7 separate regions of the Mus musculus genome follow, and regions 1, 2, 3, 4, 6 and 7 are each linked to region 5. A link is a contact called in public promoter capture Hi-C data. All regions are on one chromosome and are shown on one strand. Each heading gives the region's core, a stretch centred on a gene start, on an enhancer-like site or on the middle of the called end of the contact. The rest is flanking DNA. Distances are from core to core; before and after follow the strand shown. Region 1 holds the start of Taf6 (TATA-box binding protein associated factor 6). Region 2 holds the start of Zkscan1 (zinc finger with KRAB and SCAN domains 1). Region 3 holds the start of Map11 (microtubule associated protein 11). Region 4 holds the start of Tsc22d4 (TSC22 domain family, member 4). Region 5 holds the start of Nsun5 (NOL1/NOP2/Sun domain family, member 5). Region 6 holds the start of Irs3 (insulin receptor substrate 3). Region 7 holds the start of Cops6 (COP9 signalosome subunit 6).

Region 1 (2,777 bases), core at 173-2,672, 2.8 Mb before region 5:
TTCATATAGTTAACTTCTGCCTTTAATCCCAGCAGAGGCAAGTGGATTTCGGAGTTAGAGACCAGTCTGGTCTACAGGCAAGTTCCAGGACAGCCAGAGCTATAAAGAGAAACCCTGTCTCCACCCCCACCCCGACTCAGAAGAGTGGGGACACAGATGCAAAAATAAGTGAGAGATTAGAATCAAGTCATGGGTGTCAATGATAAAAACATGTTGTTGGGTGTAAAGTGAAGCAATAATGAATCCAAAGAAAAAGTTAGAGTTAGGGAGCCACAGGATATTTATTCAGTGACCTGGCTTCCTCCCTGTTGGGGATGGGAGGGGTGGTTGGGGGGAGGGCATTTACTAATGTAGCCAGAGGCCATGCTGCTTGTTGTAAAATCCCTACAGTGCACCCCATCTGCAAAGCCTCACACCGATGGGCAACTTCTAAGTGGTGTGGTGTCTTCATCTTCTCTTTATGAACTTCAGCTGGGGACTTACTCACCTTTAAAACCCCTAAAGGGGGCCATCAGGCCTGTAATTTAAGAGCGTCTCTGCCAGGGCGGGACTCAGTATGCCTATAAGGAATGAGTATTACACCCCACCCATGCAGATTGTCCAGATTTTTAACAAGGAGAGAAACGACTGAGGAAGATGCTCCATAGAGCCAGCGTTACAGGTTCTTGAACTACAATTCCCACAATACATTGGGGCCCAAGCCCGCAAGAAAAACCTAGATCCTTCTGGATGCCACCTGGGAAATGTAGTGCCACCTTAACCCTGCTTTCCCTCCCTTGTTCCCATTCAAGTGTTACCAAGCTCCAACAGAACCTCTTTCAAGACAGTCTAGTGATCCATCTATCCTAGCCCATTTGATTCAGCCTAGAGTTAGAGAGGCAGGAGGTAGATAGGGAGATGTAAATAGCAACTACTCCGTTTCTGTACCTTCGCATTTGCTGGGCAAACGTTCTGTGTCATCTTCCTCCTCTTTTGTCGCCTCAGCCCAAGCACCGTACGCTGCCAGGATGAAAAGCAGTATCTCCAGCCGCACAGGTCCCATGATAAAACGCAGTCCACACATACAACCACCCTTTGCCTTCAGACCAACTTCTGGAAGGCAGCGGGCCCTTTAAATTTAGGCGAAGCCCGCAGCAAGCTTTAAAAAAAAAAAAAAAAAAATCATAGAACGGTCAGCGCATGCTCAGAGCCAGCCCGAAAGTGGGTGGAGCGTGATGGCTCAGTTTTGTGGCGCCTTCTGAAGGTCCTGACAGCTGGGTAATGAAGATACAAATTGAAGTAATTAGAATAGAGTAATATGATCTTTACACATGCACGTAGAATGAAATTTTTATATAATTTCAGACTGTGAAACGATATGGTCTATTTTGACATAGGGAAGAACAGTGATAACTTTTTGGCTTCTGCCAGGACCTACTCCTGTCAGGGGGCGGGGCCAAGATGGCGCCGAGCGCCGGGTGAGCGGCGCTTTGGCAGCGGTGAGAGGCTTTTACTGCTCCCGGTGCTTGGCTGGCGGGGGAAAGTCTGAGGTGTATCCGTGAGGAGACCCTTTGAAAGGGCCCATGTGAGGACTGGGAAGAAGACGGTTGGTTGTGTGTCCGTGCTCGTGGGGACCCTGTGCGTGACTGCACTGGAAGGATGGTGGGGCGATGTAGTGGCTTGTGAACCTCCTGTAGCGCTGCCCGGGTAATCTTCGAATCACTTCCCTAGCTGAGAAAAATGATGTAAAGATATAGCTCAAGTTATCCCTTCTCTAAGAAGTCTTCCTGTCGCTTCCACTGATCTGAGAAACTCCCGAGGCTGCTAGAGTGTTTTATGAAACCTTAGTGGCAAGGGTACCACCACAGAGGACTGGGACCCGACCAGGTACAGAGTATGTGCTGAATAATTGTATTTCCTGTAGACAAGATTTAACAAAAGTCTGAGAAGACTTGGAATGAAAAGAACCAGTCCCTAGCACTCAGTTCTGAACACTCTTGAGGTTGGTTTCATGTCCAGTGTCAGGCAAGCTCCTTTCCTTTTAACCACAGAGTAAACTCCAAGCTTGAGTCTGTGTCTTTTTCATTTTGGTAATTGTTATACCAAGTATTTAGTGAACACTTACACCTTATTCATGCTGGGCAGTGGTGGCTCACGCCTTTAATCCCAGCACTTGGGAGGCAGAGGCGGGCGGATTTCTGAGTTCTAGACCAGCCTGGTCTACAAAGTTAGTTCCAGGACAGCCAGAGCTATACAGAGAAACCCTGTCTCGAAAAACCAAAAAAAGGAAAGAAAAAAAGAAAAAAAAAGACTTATTCATATATTTAACAATGCCCTAGGCACCAGATAGGTCAGTGAACATAACAGACATATTCTTGTTTACTGGTGGGGTAAGGATAATAAACAAGAAGAAATAATAGCCAGGCTTGGTGGTAAACAGCTGTAAAAGGCAGGAGGCTCTCCAAATCAAGACCACGGGATGAATTCCAGACGAGCCTGAGACCCAATTGTAGAAGGGTTGTTTAACATGTGGAAGGTCTTAGATTTAATCTAGAGTGATTTTATATATATACATATTATATCACTATTATTAAGAAGAAGAAGAAAACATAGCAAACAGGTAAAGCCAGGCATGGTGGTATGTGCTTGCAATCCCAGTACTTGGGAGGTAGAGGCCAAAGGACCAGTGTTGTCTACCTAGTGAATTTGAAGCCAGTGGGGCTATAGGAGACCTGCCCCTAAAGAGAGGTGGGTGGGGTCAGGTAGTCAGCCAAACACGTTTAGGAAGAACACAACAA
Region 2 (3,042 bases), core at 15-2,514, 2.7 Mb before region 5:
TTGTGTGGTAATTGAAAGAGGACACAAACCTGAAAGAAAAAAAACATCTGGATAATTCTTCACTACAGTTTCCTTATAATAAAGGTATTTTCCCACATTTGGCCAGCTTTTCTAGTAACTTCACTTGATGTGGTTACAATGAATTCTTCATAATTCCAACAAGTATTTATTGACTGCTTTCAATCCGCCTAGCACTGCCCTGTACAATAAATGCTTTCTTTGGTCCCAGGCCATGGAACAGCCACTCTCTATAATCAATGTGTGTGTGTGCTGTGTGTGTGTAGGGAGGGGAAGGAAGGGGGAACTTCAAACTAAATGAGCTGCCTTTTTTTTTTTTTAAATTACAATTACATTTACCAACTCCACTCATTTCAAGTTTGAAGAACCTTTTTGAGCAAAGGTAGTTAATTTTATGGATAATAAAACTGACAGTTGGCAAATGTCTAATCTCATCTAAGGTCATTAAGCTGATCAATCTCCTACTGGCCCAGTGTGGTTTCTCCCAGATACCCTTCACGTCTCACTCATTGCAATCAAGCAAGGTGAACTAACACTCCACTAATCTCCCAGATAGCACAGTTAAACAGGCTTAAACCAGCAAGAGGTCTTGAAGCATTGCATAAAGCTGACAGCCGGCTGTTAATTTCTACTAGATCTTTTAACCACCGTCAAGCCGCCAGCGCTTTCGCTCAGCGTTGGGAGATGGAAAGACAGAAAAGCAAGTGATCCGGAAATGTTTTCGGAACCTCAAACCTGTACAGAGCTCAAGGTCTTCCGCGTCGTTTATCTCAAGATTCTCAAGGACCCAAGACGCCCGGAGAAGTAAACGACAGCAATAAAACGAAAACCACACAAAACACTTTCCCCTGCAACCACAGCAAATGGCGACAGGAGGGGGGGAGGGGGAGAAGAATCCAGACACGGGGATCACGTCCATTTGTGATCTTGTCCTCAGAAATGTTATACAAGGATGATGACATGAAAGAGCTCCCCACTGACCCCAGAGATTCGAGCACCGCCGGGACCCCGCAGGGCTCCTTTCCAAGTCCCCCCGGGTGGTCACACGGTCCACCCTCGCAGCCCGCCCGTCCTCCGAGAGTCCGCCATGAGACTCACCGTGAGTCTCCGGAGCGGCCTGGGGACGCCGGGCGACCAAGCACAGCTTGCTCTGGGTTCAACCCGACCGAAGGGCACTGCACACCGACATAGGCCCTCCCAATACCTCGCCACAGGCACAATGAGTCACAAAGACCGGAAGTAGGTCAGCACCTCATCTTCCGGGATCGAGTTGAGCTTCCGGGTCTCCTCTAGGAACACGGGAGGACTTTGCATCTCGGTTTCTGAATTTCTTGTTCCGAGTCTCCCTACCCAACACCCCCCCCCCCCCAGCCCTGATTGCCTGTCTTCAATTCCAGAGGTGACAGATAGAGATAAAGTGATCCTGTTTAGGGTGTTCAGGTTTTTTTTTTTTCCTGATGTAGTATTTTTCAGCTCTATATTTGTTACTTTCTTCCCCATCTTTTCCATCTTGGGCAGTTATCAATAATAGTAATTGTATGCCTGTGGCAGAGAAGCTGAAGCAAGGGTGTAGATGGAGTTAGATCAAAGCCAAGCCAGGGGTGTCTGGTTTCACAGATCAGCCCTGGTGAGGTTTGCCAGTTGAGTGCATGGTGTTTCCAGATATGTGGCCCGAGGATAAAAGACTATCTTTCAGTAAACAAGCTACTTACACTGGTTCTGTAGAATATGCTATTATAGCACTTTAAAAGGATCTTTCAGAGGAATTACAGACGCTCAACAATTACTGCCTTTATCTCTTTGCCTTGTGGGCAATACAGAAATGAGGCTCCACCTTATAGAAGGCTCTATATCAAAGGCAAGTCCACAAGGAAGAGACCATACAGCATGGGGGAGATAACTTTATAAAACAATACTCCAAAATTAAAAAGCAATTGAAGTATTGTTCCTTTTTTATTAATTGATTATTAATTAATTCACTTTACATCCCAATATCAGCCCCCCTTCTCCCAGTGATAGGTTATTTCTCCGCCAGTGAAACGAGCCCATTCAGGCTAGATTATATTATAATAAAGGCAGGTTTATTGGGAAGCTGCTCTTGGTAGAGTTCACTGGCCCCAAGGATTGAGGCAGGAGAGTTGCAATGGGAGGGGAGGCAGAAAGAGAAAGGGCTTACATGCAGAGAAAGAAGAGAAGGAGAAGGAGGAGAGCAAAATGTTTGGATTATAAAGGGAAGAGTCTCTGGGGAAGGGCAGCCCAAGCCCTGGGATGGAAAGTTCAAGGCTGGGGGCAGGGTATACCAGGTAGGATCTGAGGGATGCTGGGAGAACCTGAAGACCAGGTCTGTTTTGATATGTAAAATATTCATCTCAGTCCCCTCTTCTGGGGTCCAAAACCAAACACCCAAAACCGCCTTAGGCAAGTCATCCTCCAATTCCACCTTCCCCTATTTGCAGTATTGTTAAAGGAAACAAGGAGCCAGCCATTCACTTGGAGAAGTAGGAGAAACCTTTATTCATGCATGGACTACAAAGCACGCTTGTGCTTTGAAGGGTTCAGTCCCCTTGGCAGTTTCTTACAGCTTTTTGTAGGTCAGGTAGTGGGGTTGTCATCCATGTCTTTGTGACAATCTTAGAGTGGACTCTGATCCCCTTAATCATTAAAGGGAATTTAGTTAGGCACGTTTACAGGAACAAATAGCTAGCTAGGTAGATAATAATACACAAACACTTGGCAGGTAGCAATAAAATATACAAGCATTTGCAAATAACAACACATTTTGGCTGGTAAAAGATGTTTATCTTAGCAAACATAAATGGTATCTGCAACATGACCTTTGTCTGCTGTGACAAAATTTCTTTCAGACAGCTTCTGGCAAGTGTTTGTTTTTCCCAGATAAGAAGTAAGGGGTTTTTTGTTTTTTGTTTTTTAATAAGCAAACAAACTCCTCTAAGTAAAAGTTTAGCTCACATACAGCTTTTAGGCTAAGGTTTTTGTTTGTTTGGTTTTCCAGACAAAGGTTTT
Region 3 (2,916 bases), core at 28-2,527, 2.9 Mb before region 5:
TCGCCTCTCAAGACCTCAAGGCTACTGTCCCCATAGGTATCAGACTACAAATTAGGACATATGCGACGGGTGGAGGACCTCTAGGTGCGTATGTATTTCCCTTGGAAGGAACAGGAAGTTTGCTCTAAGATGAGACTGTTGTTGTCTGGACTTCCTCTAGAAATCCCAGCAGAATCTGTTGCCTCCCCCAACCCCTAACTTTGCCACTTCAAGCCTCAAGACAGATTCATGTAGCAGTTCCTCAAAACCCCCTGGAGGGGCAAAAGATGACAGCGACACAGAGAAAGTTTGGGGCATGATATATGTCCATTTCTCTACGAAATATTTGTTATGGAGCTGTGCTAATTTCACTATCAAAATATTTGTTGGATGAATAAATGCTACGAAACGTTTACTTATTTTTTAAAAGGTTATTAGACTTATTTTATTTTATGTGTATGAGTGTTTTGCCTACATGTGTAAATGTACCTGGTGTCCACAGATCTCCTGGAACTGGAGTTACCAAATATTGTGAGCCACCATGTGGGTGTTGAGACCCAACCCCTGGTCCCCTGCAAGAACAGCAAGGGCTCTTAACCAAAGAGCCATCTCCCCTGCCCCCAGTTCTTTGTTCTATGTAGGGCTCTAAAAGGAGAAGTGATGGAGAATCTTTTATTGGACAGAAATTAGGCTAAGTAATGGGGTCTTTCTTTTCTTTCAGTATTCCCTCAATGCTGGGGATACAGCTGTTGGTAAAACGACTGGCTAGCATGAGGTTGAGGCTCAGGCATTCCAGTAACACACATACACACACACATCACCAATAATAACAACAACAACAACAAAATATCAGAAAAAAAAAAGGCAGCGGTGTGGCTCAGTTTGCAGAATGCTTACCTAGCATTCATGAAGCCCTGGGCTCAACGCCCAGCCCTGCATAAGTCAGACCTGATGGCACATACCTGTAATGCCAGCGCTCCGGAGAATGGAGGCAAAAGGAGCAAAAATTTGAATTCATCCTCAGCTTTAGAGGAAGTTTAAGGCCAGCTCGGGCTACAAGAAATGCTGTCATAAAAGGGAAGAAGCGTGGGAGAGAGGGAACAGAAAGAGAAAGTCAGGGAAGAAAGCAAGAGAGAGAGGGAAGAAGAGAAAGAAAGGAAAGGAGGGAGGCGGAGACAAATAAAAATAAATTCTACCCAAAGAAGCCAGTCTAGCATCCTTAAAGGTTCCTCAGCAGCCCGCACTCACCCCTCGACTCAGCCAAGAAGCCTCGGAGGCCACGCCCCCTTCCTTCCGCTTCCGCTTTCTCTCCAGTCATTCAGCGCCCGCACTCCTGGTCTGGCGCTGCTGGGTCTAGGTTCCGGGTTCGTTTCTCTGGTTTCCGGGCCAGGCTGGTGTGTCCCGCTGCCTGCCGGGCGGAGCCGCGGTCCTCCGGTGTCTGGACTCGCAGGCCGAGCTCCCCCGGTCCCGTGGCTCCCTGCCGGCCCGGTCTCGGGTCGCATCGTCCTCCCCACCCAATGGAGTCCCAATGCGACTACTCGATGTACTTTCCGGCTGTGCCGCTACCGCCACGCGCCGAGCTGGCCGGGGACCCGGGCCGGTACCGGGCGCTGCCCCGGCGCAACCATCTGTACCTGGGGGAGACAGTCCGCTTTCTGCTGGTGCTGCGCTGCCGAGGCAGCGTGGGGGCTGGCGTTGGGGGCGGCGCGGGCTTGGCATCCCGAGGGGCCTGGACCGAGCTGGCGACCTCCCTGGCCGCCCTGGCCTCGGTCAGCGCAGGAGGAGCGCTGCCAGGGTGCGGCAGCGCCGGCGACCAGGATGCTGACCCCCCGGGGGGAGGGGACCCGGGGGGCGGGGGTTTGTTTCGAGGTTGCAGCCCCCTTCTCACCCACGGCCAGGGCCCTGCTACCTCAGGGGGCGCGACCACGGTGAGGATCTCTGGGTGACAAGGGCTGAGGGGAGGTTTGCTGGAAGCTAGAAAGATAGTTTGGAGCATGGATTCCTTAGGGACCTGATGTAGGAGGCAGATGACAGCATTGTCCTGTCCTGCAGAGGAACCTAAGACGGGAGGCATATGATTTCAAGAAGGGGTGGGCATAAAGACTTGCTCTGTCTTGCAGAAACGTTAAAGGAGCCTGAATCTTTGCCGCCATCCTGACATTTTCACCCCTTTCATATAACCCCTAGCTGCCTGTGGAAGAACCGATTGTGTCCACAGATGAAGTCATCTTCCCACTCACCGTTTCACTGGATAGACTGCCCCCAGGGACACCCAAGGCCAAGGTAGGATAACAGAGCTGAGGCTGTTGCCCTATAATTCAGATGACATTTTAAGACCCCTCGTGATCATGGTCCGATGGCTCCTGTACCTAGATTGTAGTGACCGTGTGGAAGCGGGAGGTCGAGGCACCAGAAGTCAGAGATCAAGGCTACCTGCGCTTGCTACAGACTCGATCTCCTGGGGAGACTTTCCGTGGAGAACAGAGCGCCTTCAAGGCCCAAGGTGGGGGAGAGGGGGAAAGCTGGAGCTCGGAGAGGAGTAGATTAGAGGGTGCCACACTGTGATGTGGAGGTCTTGATTTCCTGCCACATCCTTTCTCTGCAGTGAGCACCCTATTGACGCTGCTGCCCCCTCCAGTTCTGAAATGCCGGCAGTTCACTGTGGCTGGAAAGCACTTGACCGTGCTCAAGGGTGAGCAGATCTGCTGGCGCAAGGCTTGACTAGCAGCAAGGGAATGGGTCCAGTATGTTAGGTAAAGGTGGAGTTGGGGTAGGAGGGTTCTCACTACTCTGAGCTGGGCTTGTTCCCGCACAGTGCTGAATAGCTCTTCCCAGGAAGAGATCTCCATCTGGGATATCCGAATCCTCCCCAACTTCAATGCCAGTTATCTACCTGTCATGCCTGATGGCTCTGTGCTGCTGGTGGACAATGTCTGG
Region 4 (2,984 bases), core at 185-2,684, 2.4 Mb before region 5:
TAAACATCCACACACGTCCACCGACCTCGACGATAAGGCTCTCCCAAACCTTGGGGCAGCTTCACCACCCGGAAACGGGAGGCAGGGGCTCCAGGTGGCGGAGAGCCATTCCGGGGGGTGCCCCTGCCCCCTGGATCAGGGTTGGGGTCCCCATTGGGGAGGCGGGGCGGGGGCCCAGCGAGAGCCGGTGGGACAGGGGAATCCGAAGCCCCTGGGCTTCCTGGGCCCTCATAGTCCGTGGTGACGCTGGTGATCTGAAAACTACTTTTCTTCTTACCACCACTCATGGTCCCTGGGGCTCCGGACTGGGCTCGGGTGGGGGAGGGGCTGGGCTCCTGGAGAGGGGCTCAGGCACCTCTGGAACAAGGGGGCCACATGGCAGGGACATCGGGGCCCCTGGGGACGTCTGGGTCCGACATGGCAGGAGGGCCTTGTGGGAACTTGGGGGTGCCTGGTTAGTGACTGGAGTACAGAGGGGAGGTGGCAGGAGGGGGGGGCAGGGGCAGGTTTTTCCTGCTGCTGTCGCCGCTGAAACCCCAAAGCTGAGCTTGCAAACTGGAAAAAGAAAGAGACAGAAAGTGAGCGAGAGTGTGTGTACGTGAGCAAAAGAAAAAGCAGGGGCCAAACCACCTCCGGGGCTTCCTCTCGGGGGAGCCGACTGGAGGGAGGAAGAAGAAAGCCACTAGAGACCCAGAGACAAGTAGAAATGACAGACCGGAGCAGAGGGGACAGAATTCAGAACACCCACAACAGGAAGAAGCAGCTGGGACCCAAAGTTGGACATTTCATGCTTGAGATCCAAACTCGTCCCCAACACGTATCTCCATGGCCAGGGGCACAGGGGTGAATCGGCTCCTCCCCTGAAAGGGCCACCCTGAGGCCTCTGCCGGGCCTCAAGCCCACCCCACCCCCATTCCAGTTCCCCCATCGCTGGTTAGGCACTGCCCGCCAAGCCAAGCGCCCCGCCCAGCCCGGGAGAACTACCTACCTCTCGGGCCTCGGCCACCGAGCTGAGCTGGAGAGAAGACCTGGGGGACTAAGATCTCTCTCTCTCTCTCTCTCTCTTTTTTTTTTAAATCCTAAGGCGGCCTAGAGCAGGCCACGGCAGGCAGCAATCAAGGGCTACCCAGTGTTCTCTGGCGTCCGCATCTCACTCTGCGAGGCATCTCGGTGGAAAGTTTGCAGTTGAGACGAGAAGAAACCAGCGCTTCCACGGGGGAGCCCAGGCGCAGCCTCGGTTAACACTCCACGGGTCTTCCCTGTTGCTGTGGGAGGGGGCGGCTCAGCCCCCCGCTGGCTCCAGTCCCTTGAGTGGCTCTCTCTCAAGGCTCCTCCCACGTGGCCCCACTGGATGTATCTCTCAGCTCCTCAGCTCCGCTCCGTCTCGGTCTGGGTCTCTGGCTCTCTTTCTGGGCTGTTGACAACCCCCACACCAGGAAGTCCTGCCTTCTCGGGCCTGCTCACTGCTCCTCTCCTCCTCCTTCCCCTCTTCCTCCTCCCTCCTCCCTCCTCCCTCCTAAGGCTCCCTGCCAGCTGGCCCGGAGCCAGGCCTGCCACAGCCGCAGCCGCAGCCGCAGCCTACAGTTGCTGCTGTAGCTGCTGCTGTTGCTGCTGCAGCTTCTGCCGCTGCGGGTCCCAAACTGGTTGCTTTAACCCTACACCTGCCAGGTTCCAGGCAACTCTTCCTCGGAGGGAGGGGCATGAGGGCGGAGAAAAAGAGGAGGAGCCTGCGGGAGGCCAGGGATTCCCTTACTTGTAGGCTTTTGCAGGTTCTCCAAAAGAGTCTCAAGGAACGTGCCAGACATGTTCTGGGTACCTGACTGTCCATAAATACATAGTCAATGTGACCCACTGGCTGTGATTTGTCACAGCGTCTCTGGTTTTCACCGTAAATTCACGAGAAACTCCTTTCCCCACTCTGTTTTCAAAAGCGAGCGGCTATGAAAATTTTCAAACATGCCCTAAAGTAGAGGAACTAGGAGAATGAACGCCCATACACGCCATCATGGACTTGTAACAAGTATCAGCTGTACCCAAACGTGTTTTATTCCTCCAATATCTTTTCTCGGATTTTGCTGCAATATTTGAATTTTTTTTTTTTTTTTTTTTTTTTTTTTTTTTTTTTACTGTGAATGTATGTATGTGTAGATCTGGAGGTCAACTTGAAGGAGTCAGTTTTCTCTTCCACTATGTGGGTCCAAGGATGGAATAGTGCCAACCATCCGGTTTGGTGGTAAGGCCCTTTACCCACTGAGCCATCCTGTCTATCCTGCTCCTGCTCCAGTATATGAAATCAAATCTCTGATACGGTGTTTCCCTCTCTTAAAAAGGGAAAATTGGAGAAAGCAAACTATCCAAGAAGGCTGTTGGTGGTAGGGTAGACATGTGTGTGGCGTGTGTGTGCACATGAATGAGTAGTTGCACACACTTGTGTGTGTTTGTTAGCCACAGGACCACACTGGGTGTCCTACTCAGGGTCTCTCATTGAATGCATAGCTTGGTAGGCATCCAGCAAGCCCCAATAATTCTACATCTATTCTCCACAACACTGAGGTTATAGGCACACATGGTTATGCCTGGCTTCTCATGTGGCTACTGAAGATTTGAACTCAGGTCCTCATGCTTGAGTAGCAAGAACTTTTACCTGCTGAGCCACTCCTCAGCCCAGAACAGGCATTGCTACCTTCTCATCTTTGTCCCTCATATAAACACTTAGGTAGATGGGAAGATGAAGTTGCTCACTTCTGCTTCCCCAAGTGCTTGGACACACACCCATGTCCACACAACTACCCCGTGCGTATACCTGAGAACCAATCCCAGCTGGCTACAGACCAGCTCTTTCCCATCTCCAGCCCTCTCCCACCTGTCCCATATTATCCCTTCATCATTATGAAGGAGAATCTGCACACACATAAAGGGTCTATTCTGCAACTGGCAAGAAAAAAAGCGAACTCCCAACTGCCATTTTTCTTTCTTGGCACCCA
Region 5 (2,834 bases), core at 12-2,511:
AACACCATAAAACCCTCCAGTGGGAGAAGTAGGTACCTGTCCAGATGGTCATGTCAATAGAGTTCTCTTGCCCAAGATCACAAAAGAAATTAATGGCATGATGTTAGGGCAAATGTCCATAATGCCAGCAACATCAGATGCATAAGCAAGAAAACTACAAGCTAACTGGGTAATGGTGCCTTTAATCCCAGCACTCAAGAGGCAGAGACAAGCGGTTCTCTGTAAGTTCGAGGTCAGCCTGATCTACAGAGTGAGTTCCAGAACAGCCTGGGTGACACAGAGAAAGCCTGTCTCTAAAGACCGAAGAGGACGAAAGGGGGAGAAGGAAGAGGAGGCAACGGAGGCGGTGGCTCAGCAGTAGGGTAGGAAGCTTGCTTAGTATCCACCAGAGAAGAAATAGGGATTGCAGCTCAGCAATAAGCACCTGCCTAGAATCCCCCAGTGAGGGGCTGGGGGTACTGCTCAAAAATAGAGCATCTGTCTAGTGATGCTGTCCAATGAGGTGTTGTGGGTGTGACTCAGTGGGAGAACTCTTCTATGGCTTGTTGGAGACTCTGGGTTCAATCTCCCAGCATTACAAAAAGACAGGCATCCAGGCAGGCGGGTAAAGAGACGAGAGCAAATGCCATCTGCAAACCCCGTGTCCTGCCCCATGCCTGAAGCTCCCCCTCCCCACCCTACCCCACCCCCCAGGTCGCCAGCAGAGCTCTGGACCCCGACCGACCTTGCCATCATCACCCTGTCCGGTAGGTAGCCTCAGCCACTACTAGTTTGCACCTTCGTCCTACTTAGCCCTTCCTGCAATGCTCCAAGGGGAGTCACATCTGACCCAGCTCAACTGGGACCCCAGAAAGAAGTGTGAGAGCCACGCACGGGTAACAGCCTCTGGCCGCCGCTCACCTTGGCAAGGTGCGGTCTCAGCTTCTTCTCGGCGCGAAGGAGCCCAGCACTGGCGATGACAGCGTCCAGCACGGCCGAGTAGCGCTGCGTCTCGCACACCAGAGCGTACAACTGCTTCAGGTTCTGTGCGACACAGGGGACACCCGCTGCACCCCACGCGGGCCTCGCCTCGCCTCGCCCTCCCGCCCGGACAAGCCCCGCTCCCCAGCCCGGCTTGCCAGCCCCCGGCCTCACTACCTGGAAGTTGCTGGAATACACCAACCCCTTGAGGGAGCCCTGGCGGCTTTCCACGCCGGCCAGCACCGCCGCGGCGGCCGCGTACAGCCCCATGCTCTCCCCGCCTCAAGCGCTCTACGACACTGTCGCAAAACTCGGGCTGGCTTTACGGCCGCCGCAACAATTTGTACAACCGGATTTCCGGAGTCAAAGGGTTCGCTGCTTTCCGTTTTCAGCGTCCAAAAATTAATCTTAGGCTCTAAATCCGAGCGGGCTGGCTCACGCCTTTAATCCTAGCGCGCGGGAAACAGAGGCAGAAGGATCTTTGCGAGTTTAAGGTCAGCTAGGTCTAAGTAGTTACAGGACAGCCAGAGCTACATAATGAGGTCCTGTATGTAGAATGAAAAAAGTCTACTTTCTTTTTAGAATTCAGTGTAGCTATTTTGTAGTTTGTTGTTGTGGATTGGTTTTTTTTTTGTTTGTTTGTTTGTTTTTGTTGTTTTTTTGAGACAGGGTTTCTCTGTGTATCCCCTGGCTGTCTCTGTAGAGACCAGGCTGGCCTCGAACTCAGAAATCCGCCTGCCTCTGCCTCCCAAGTGCTTTTATTAAAGGCGTGCACAACCACGCCAGGCTATTTTGTAGTTTTTAATTTTTTTTTTAAGACTTTGGAACTCAGAAGGCTACGCAGACTCTCCTAGCAGTCCTGTGTCAGCCTCTCCCTGTGACCGGATGAAAGGTTCAGTAATAAAGCACGTGCCTTGATGCCTCCACTGAGAGGTTGGGATGTGGCTCAGTGGTAGAGCCCCTGCCTAGAATCCCCCAGGGAGGGGCTGGGGCGTGGCTCAGTGGTAGAGTCCCTGCCTAGAATCCCCCAGGGAGGGGCTGGGGGCGTGGCTCAGTGGTAGAGCACCTGCCTAGAATCCACTGGTGTGCTTGGAGTTGTTGAACACCCATCTAGTAAATGTGGCTCTCTGGGACCCTAGCGCTGGAAAAAGTAGATTGTTTAAAAAAAAAAAAAAAGTGGGTGTTTAATAGGGCCGACAGACATTGTCCCTCGGAGTAGAGCACTTGCCTAGCATGTGCAAAGCCCTGGGATCAATTCTCAACATTGATGAGGAGGACCAATGATGGGACTCAATCTATATAGAGGGCTTGCCTAACAGGCAGAAAGCCTTTGGTTCCAATCCTTCCACTGTATAAACCGGGCATGATGGTACGCTCCTGATGGCTCACTGGTTAAGAGCACTGTCTGCTTTTCCAAAGGTCCTGAGTTCAATTCCCAGGAACCACATGGTGGTTCACAACCATCTATAAGGGGATCTGATGCCCTCTTCTCACATCTTTTAAGAAAAGAAGGAAGGAAAGGAAGAAAGATTGATTTGAGGTCATCTTTGGCTAGCCAATTCACACCAGCCTGGACTACATGAGACAATCAAAATAATGGTAGTTGGGCCTAAGAAAGGTGGCTCAGACCTTAAGAGCACATACTGTTCCCAGACATGTTAGGCAATCAAAACCTTTTGTAATGCCACCTCCAAGGGATTCCATAGTTTCTGACTGTTGGCTTACAGACAATTCTGCTAGGCTCTGCTCAATAGCAACTTAGCAACAGCTTGCGTCATCGGCTGCCACTTATGCGGCTTGCCAGGTACAGCAGCAGTGTTGAAGAGGACTGCTAGTCACTACCCAAGTCTCCTCTCCTTTCACTCTCGCTGTCC
Region 6 (2,700 bases), core at 142-2,641, 2.3 Mb before region 5:
CTAGAAGACTACAACAGGACACGACTCGGAAGGCAGAGGCAGGCAGCTCTCTGAGTCCCAGGACAGCCAGAGCTACAGAGAAACCCTGCCTAAAAAAATAATGGCCACTACTATCTTTAAATGCCTGGGGTACACAGTGCGGCAGCAGAGAGAGTCCCTGCTTCAAAAAGGTGGAAGGCTAGCCGGGCATGGTGGTGCACGCCTTTGATCCCAGCACTTGGGGGGCAGAGGCAGGCGGATTTCTGAGTTCGAGGCCAGCCTGGTCTACAAAGTGAGTTCCAGGACAGCCAGGGCGATACAGAGAAACCCTGTCTCGAAAAAACAAAAACAAACAAACAAAAAAAGGTAGAAGGTGAGGACCCACTTCCAAAAGCTGACCTCTGACCACATGCAGGGGACAGCCTGTACAACACACGTACTATTTTCCAAGCTGGGTGTGGTAGCATGCACTGTAACCTCAGGCAGGGGAAGTGGAGTCAGACATATGATAGGCCTGAGGCCTTCCAGGCCTGCAAATCGAACCTACTAGACAAGTTCTAGTGAGCCTGTCTCAAAAACAAGAGGGATCGCTCTTGAGGAATACGAGAGGTTGTCTTCCAGCCTCCAATAAGCATGTGCATTTGTGGCCTATGATCTCCAGCCCCACCCAAACCTCTCAGGATACACGGGCTCACCAGGACGTCTGCCACAGGATCCCAGCTCCTGTGACCACAGCCACCATCAGGTTCAAGTTGGCATTTGGCTGGTGGTCAGGGGCACTTTGAGGAAGGTGTCTCTGAGAGACTAAGTCCTCTTTCACACATCCTTCAGTGGACATTTGCATGCGTGGGAATCTGGAGAGGGTGGGGGTGCGGTTGGTTACCAGAGACCAATCTAGTTTGGTTTTCCTATCCTGGGGTATCCATCAACCCAAACTCAGATAGCTCAGAAGCAAAGACACAAAGATCATCTCTGGGTAGGAAAGGAAAGAACACTGAGGACCTATACAACTAGAGGCTCAGTTCGGAGGCTCCTCCCTGGAGAACTGCCGCTATCAGGATGGCCCGCTAGGCCAGGCCACTCTTCTAATTACTAGTGCCATCACTGCTAACCACAGCCGCTTCTTCTGCACCCTGGCTTTCTGGCTTTCGAGATTGCCCCGGGCTGCCTCTGGCGGTACTCCTCCACCCCCACATCCAGTCAGCTGATTGGTAGAGATGCCCCCCCTCACTCCCCGCCCCTGTGAAAGTTTGGTCCCAGCGGTGCAGGGCTCCTACTCTAGCCTATGAATCCTAAACTCAAATTCCTGCACTCGGGCGTGGGAGGGTTAACTTGAAGGGGTGGAGATTCCAACAAGGAGGCTGACCCAGCTAGGTCAGCCTCCCTTAGACCTAGGAGTCCTGGTGTCACTGGCCACTGGGACACACGCACTCCTGTGTACAGGCTCCTTGTTCACTCCAAGTCAGGAGAGGGCGTGGAGAGATGCAGGGCAGCTAGGCCGGCTGCAGTTTCCCAGGGCTACTTGTTCCAAGCGGGTGGTAGCTCAGGGGGCCAGACCCATTCAAATCAGTCCTTCTGGGGACAGTTTACTGTCTTTGGCTGGAAATGAAGCCTGCAGGTACGGGCCCCACAGTCTCCTCCGGGGGCGAGTGCACCGACGTGTCCCTCGGCTCACCGTTTCCTTGGCCCTGCCTGCCCGACGTGCGGCTCTGTGGCCATCTGAGGAAGCAGAAGTCCCAGCGCCGCCGCTTTTTCGTGCTGCGCGCTGACCCACCACGCCTGGAGTGCTACGAGAGCGAGAAGAAGTTCTTGGCCAGCGGCTGCCGCCCACCTAGACCCCGGCGTACCGTTAGCCTGGAGGGTGCCTGCACTATTAGCAAGCGCGCGGATGCCCGTCAGCGCCACCTGATCGTCATCTATACCAGCGACAGCAGCCTGGGCGTGGCGGCGGCCAGCGAAGCAGAGCAGCAAGCATGGTACAGCGCCCTGCTCGAGGTGCGCGCCACCGCCGCAGCCGCTGCTGCTACTGCTATGGGTGAGCCTTGGGTGAGCGACGGGGAGGTCAGGGGGTTGCCGACTTAGTTTATCTTGAACCCATTTCCCTCAGATCAACTGAGGTTTAAATCTTTTTTATTTTCGAGACAGGGTTTCTCTGTGTAGCCCTGGCTGTCCTGGAACTCACTCTGTAGACCAGGCTGGCCTCGAACTCAGAAATTCGCCTCCCAAGTGCTGGAATTAAAGGTGTGCGCCACCACGCCCGGCCTGAGGTTCAAATCTTAAGCTAAAAAAAAAAAAAAAAAAAAGACGTATAAAACGTCTTGGTCACCTGGGACCCGGTGACCCCAACCCCTGCCTCCCGGTGACTTGCCAATTCTCTCCAGGTTTCAGTCCCCAAGAGGCCCCTGAGTCTTGGATCTTCGCCCCATTCCAGGACGTCTGGCCTGTGACACTGCGGTCCAAGGGGCTGGGGAGAGCACAAGGCCTGAGCAGCGGCAGCTATCGCCTGTGCCTGGGTTCTGGGGCCCTGAGCCTCCTGCGAAAGCCTGGAAGCAAAGGTTCCAGAGACAGCCGGGCAACGCCACCACCAGTCCTGCGCTTGTCCTTGCTCAGTGTGCGCCGCTGTGGCCACGCAGACTCTTTTTTCTTCCTGGAACTCGGGCGCTCAGCGCCCATTGGTCCTGGTGAGCTCTGGCTGCAGGCTCCTGATGCAGTGGTGGCCCA
Region 7 (2,954 bases), core at 167-2,666, 2.8 Mb before region 5:
AACTGATGGGTGTAAACAGCAGGGTAGAGATTCAACTCAAGCTTTCTCTAATACACATAATGTCGGTAAATTAGAGCAAAGGCATAGTGGCAGATGATCAAGAAAAAGGGGACATTGGGTCAACAACACTCACATCTGTGTGCTTGGTCATAGGGTTCAACTTCAGAAAGAGCGGACTCTCAATTATCTCACACACCTAGAAGATAAGGCAAAGCCCAGGAAGAGTCAGTATCTCCTCTTCCCCTAACCTTCTGTTCATTTCCCCAACATGCACATATTTGAGCTTCTATACCTGCTTATGGACGTGGATGTCTGAGGGGTCAGGTGGCCCCCCTGTGGTATACCAACCCAGAAACTCCAGCTCCTTGAAAACCTGTTTAACTGGAGAAGAAGGGGCCAGAGTAAATATTCCTTTAAACCTCTCTTCCTTAGTTTGATGGGCCTGGTGTGTTCTTTCCGGTTCTCCCCTCCCTCCTCATATTTTGGGTCAGTTTAAAATAACTACACCTAACTAACCTTGAACTTCTGACCTCTTGCCTCTATCTCCTGGGTTATATGGTACTGAGGATTGAACTCTGGTCTTCCCGAATGTTAGGAAATGCACTTTACCCCACTGCCCTACATCCTCAGGCCTTTTATTCTTTAAGACAAACAAAACAAAACAAAAATCTTCCCACTTTTCCTTCCCCACCCACTTCTATTCCCCTCTCACACTGCTCCTCCTTGGTGTAATAATATTCTTTGTCAATGATAATCTTCTCTTCCACGGTGTGGGACAGCAGCTCAAAGGAGTTCATCACTTCGATATTTCGCCCCTCCTGCTTCCCGATCAGAGCCCCAATCACTAAGGGGAGAGAAACAGAAGCGCAAGGAAACTAGGTGAGGAACAGGCGTCTCGGAAAACCTTTCCCGAGTCGGCGTGAATCAACGACTGGGGAAACAATAATTTGGAAGAAAGGGCGCAGGGGAGTGACTGGAGGAAATCTCCAAGAGATTTTGAGATTTACACACAACACTCACCCTGCATAGGCCGCCCCTCCTGGGAGCGCATGCGGATCCAATGGTCTGAGATGTTAAGGATGACAAGGGGATGAAGAGCGACGGAAACACTCCCAGTCACTCCGGAGGCCATCACGCTGGGGACTGTTAAAGGTGAAAGGAAAACATAGCGGCTGAGAGCTCGGGCCCACACATTTTCCCCTAGACATGGAAGCAGGGGACCAGCAGAGCCCGGCCGTCCATCGCTGCCCTCAAGTTATCCTGGGACAGGTTTAAGAAGTACTCAAGACCACTTCTCAAGGGCAACTCCAGAAGTCGGTCTGCGCACCCCGTTACCTGCTGCATCCACTTCCATGCCGCTGCTGCCTCCGCTCCCATTCGCCCCCGCCGCAGCTGCCGCCGCCATTTTCCCCGCGCCCGCCAGCCACGGCCCGCCCCTTTCCTTCTCGGCTTCCGTCGGGGAGCGGTGCATGCTCAGTGTATACTTGGTGCTGCTAATGGGCGGGGCAGCTGCCAGTACTTAGTAGCTCAGGGTGCTCTGCGTGTTGTGCTGCTGCTAGCGGTTCTCATGTAAACCAGCCTGGCCATGAGTTCTGTAGTGTGTATCTGAAGATGGCTTTGAACTTTGATCCTCTTGCCTTTACCTCCCAAGGAGGGCTATTAGTTTCCAGGTCTCAAGTGGATACACTGTCAATACTAAACACAGAGAAAATTGCGATCAAAAGGAGGAAAGGCTGTAAAAGGGAATGGGGAAGACAATTTATTCAGGATATAAAATTTTTCATGTTGCATATAATCTATAGAGACTTGATCACTTGTTTGTTGAGATAGGGTCTTACAATGTTGGCCAGCTGGTGGGAACTTGCTATTCGTCTAGGCAGACTTCTAGGAGATCCGCCTTCCTCTCCTTCCTGAATGCTGAGATTAAAGGTGTGTACCATACCCAGCATGCCTAGCTTTTAAAACGATGTACTGAGGATCTAAACTCAGGTCCTAACACTTCATCCCCTGAGCCATCTCCCCAGTAGTAATTACTCTTGAATTGTTCAGCTTCTTCAGTTTCAAGACAACCTCTTTACACAACTTAGCAACTGCTATTGGGAGGGCTTGTGGCCCACGCCTTTAATCACAGCCTTTAATCGAGGCGGGCAGACCTCATGAGTTCAAGGCCAGCCTGGACTACAAAGTGAGTTCCATCACAGCCAAAGCTACACAAACAAACCCTGTCGCACAAACAAAAAAAAAAAGGTGGGGGGAGGGGAAGAGTTGCCTTGGTCATGGTGTCTCTTTACAGCAATAGAACAGTGATTAAGACAATTACTTGTAACAAAAAAGAAAACCAAAAAAAAAAAAAAAAAAAAAAGACAATTACTTGCCCAGCATGGTGGCACACGCCTTTAATCCCAGCACTTGGGAGGCAGAGGCAGGCGGATTTCTGAGTTCGAGGCCAGCCTGGTCTACAGAGTGAGTTCCAAAATAAAAAAAATAAAAATAAAAATAAAAATAAAAGAAAACGTTTCCTACTTGGACAATAACTAAGGCTAAGCGACCTGCTTAAATAGCCAAGAAAGAGTATTTGGTCCACAATCATTCATTTGGGGCCAATAACAGCCATTTTTTTAAATTTTTATTTTGGTTTTTCGAGACAGGGTTTCTCTGTATAGCCCTGGCTGTCCTGGAACTCACTTTGTAGACCAGGCTGGCCTTGAACTCAGAAATCTGCCAAGTGCTGGGATTAAAGGTGTGCGCCACCACCGCCCGGGCTACTTTTTATTTTTATTTATTTATTTTTTTTACTAATCACAGTCACTGAAGTATGTGCTTTGGACCAATCATGGCTTTGCACTGATTCGCAGTAGTCCTTCCACTAGGGAAAGGGCTCCCTTCCTGTCACGCTGGAAATGCTTTCAGGTTCATCTACATTTCATAGGGGTCTATGACAGCAAAATATCTGG

Evidence for each region. Promoter capture Hi-C pulls out the DNA fragments that hold promoters and counts their contacts.
Region 1: a contact with region 5 is called in a promoter capture Hi-C map of liver, with 5 times the contacts expected there. The contact joins the promoter of Taf6 here to the promoter of Nsun5 in region 5. A contact is called at or near these places in 3 of 39 promoter capture datasets (hippocampal neurons and liver) and 1 of 115 datasets of contacts at active chromatin or transcription factors (large pre-B cells).
Region 2: a promoter capture Hi-C map of liver shows a contact between it and region 5, with 3 times the contacts expected there. The contact joins the promoter of Zkscan1 here to the promoter of Nsun5 in region 5. A contact is called at or near these places in 3 of 39 promoter capture datasets (liver, neutrophils and pre-B cells).
Region 3: a promoter capture Hi-C map of liver shows a contact between it and region 5, with 5 times the contacts expected there. The contact joins the promoter of Map11 here to the promoter of Nsun5 in region 5. A contact is called at or near these places in 2 of 39 promoter capture datasets (both in liver) and 1 of 484 Hi-C or Micro-C datasets (CD4 T cells).
Region 4: a contact with region 5 is called in a promoter capture Hi-C map of liver, with 5 times the contacts expected there. The contact joins the promoter of Tsc22d4 here to the promoter of Nsun5 in region 5. A contact is called at or near these places in 2 of 39 promoter capture datasets (both in liver).
Region 6: a contact with region 5 is called in a promoter capture Hi-C map of pre-B cells, with 2.7 times the contacts expected there. The contact joins the promoter of Irs3 here to the promoter of Nsun5 in region 5. A contact is called at or near these places in 4 of 39 promoter capture datasets (hippocampal neurons, liver and pre-B cells).
Region 7: a contact with region 5 is called in a promoter capture Hi-C map of liver, with 2.7 times the contacts expected there. The contact joins the promoter of Cops6 here to the promoter of Nsun5 in region 5. A contact is called at or near these places in 5 of 39 promoter capture datasets (hippocampal neurons, liver, neutrophils and 1 more) and 1 of 115 datasets of contacts at active chromatin or transcription factors (large pre-B cells).

The regions. Positions count from the first base shown.
Region 1 is chr5:138,185,871-138,188,647 of GRCm38.p6, reverse strand. Taf6 (TATA-box binding protein associated factor 6) reads left to right here and starts at 1,422. Exons shown (of 15, transcript NM_009315.4): 1 at 1,422-1,478. It overlaps Cnpy4 (canopy FGF signaling regulator 4), which reads right to left and starts at 1,113. Exons shown (of 6, transcript NM_178612.4): 1 at 928-1,113. The coding sequence starts at 1,063.
Region 2 is chr5:138,083,306-138,086,347 of GRCm38.p6, reverse strand. Zkscan1 (zinc finger with KRAB and SCAN domains 1) reads right to left here and starts at 1,264. Exons shown (of 6, transcript NM_133906.4): 1 at 1,117-1,264.
Region 3 is chr5:138,262,413-138,265,328 of GRCm38.p6, reverse strand. Map11 (microtubule associated protein 11) reads left to right here and starts at 1,277. Exons shown (of 11, transcript NM_153161.3): 1 at 1,277-1,907; 2 at 2,167-2,262; 3 at 2,353-2,482; 4 at 2,585-2,671; 5 at 2,795-2,915. The coding sequence starts at 1,497. It overlaps Gal3st4 (galactose-3-O-sulfotransferase 4), which reads left to right. Exons shown (of 4, transcript NM_001347507.1): 4 at 1-408. The coding sequence ends at 36. 6330418K02Rik (RIKEN cDNA 6330418K02 gene) reads right to left here and starts at 1,284. Exons shown (of 3, transcript NR_045821.1): 1 at 1,228-1,284.
Region 4 is chr5:137,744,419-137,747,402 of GRCm38.p6, reverse strand. Tsc22d4 (TSC22 domain family, member 4) reads right to left here and starts at 1,434. Exons shown (of 5, transcript NM_023910.6): 1 at 989-1,434; 2 at 1-555. The coding sequence starts at 287.
Region 5 is chr5:135,368,380-135,371,213 of GRCm38.p6, reverse strand. It overlaps Nsun5 (NOL1/NOP2/Sun domain family, member 5), which reads right to left and starts at 1,261. Exons shown (of 10, transcript NM_145414.2): 1 at 1,138-1,261; 2 at 901-1,023. The coding sequence starts at 1,230.
Region 6 is chr5:137,644,405-137,647,104 of GRCm38.p6, reverse strand. It overlaps Irs3 (insulin receptor substrate 3), which reads left to right and starts at 1,391. Exons shown (of 2, transcript NM_010571.3): 1 at 1,391-2,014; 2 at 2,361-2,700. The coding sequence starts at 1,585.
Region 7 is chr5:138,159,564-138,162,517 of GRCm38.p6, reverse strand. Cops6 (COP9 signalosome subunit 6) reads right to left here and starts at 1,416. Exons shown (of 10, transcript NM_012002.3): 1 at 1,336-1,416; 2 at 1,021-1,143; 3 at 713-844; 4 at 293-381; 5 at 134-196. The coding sequence starts at 1,405.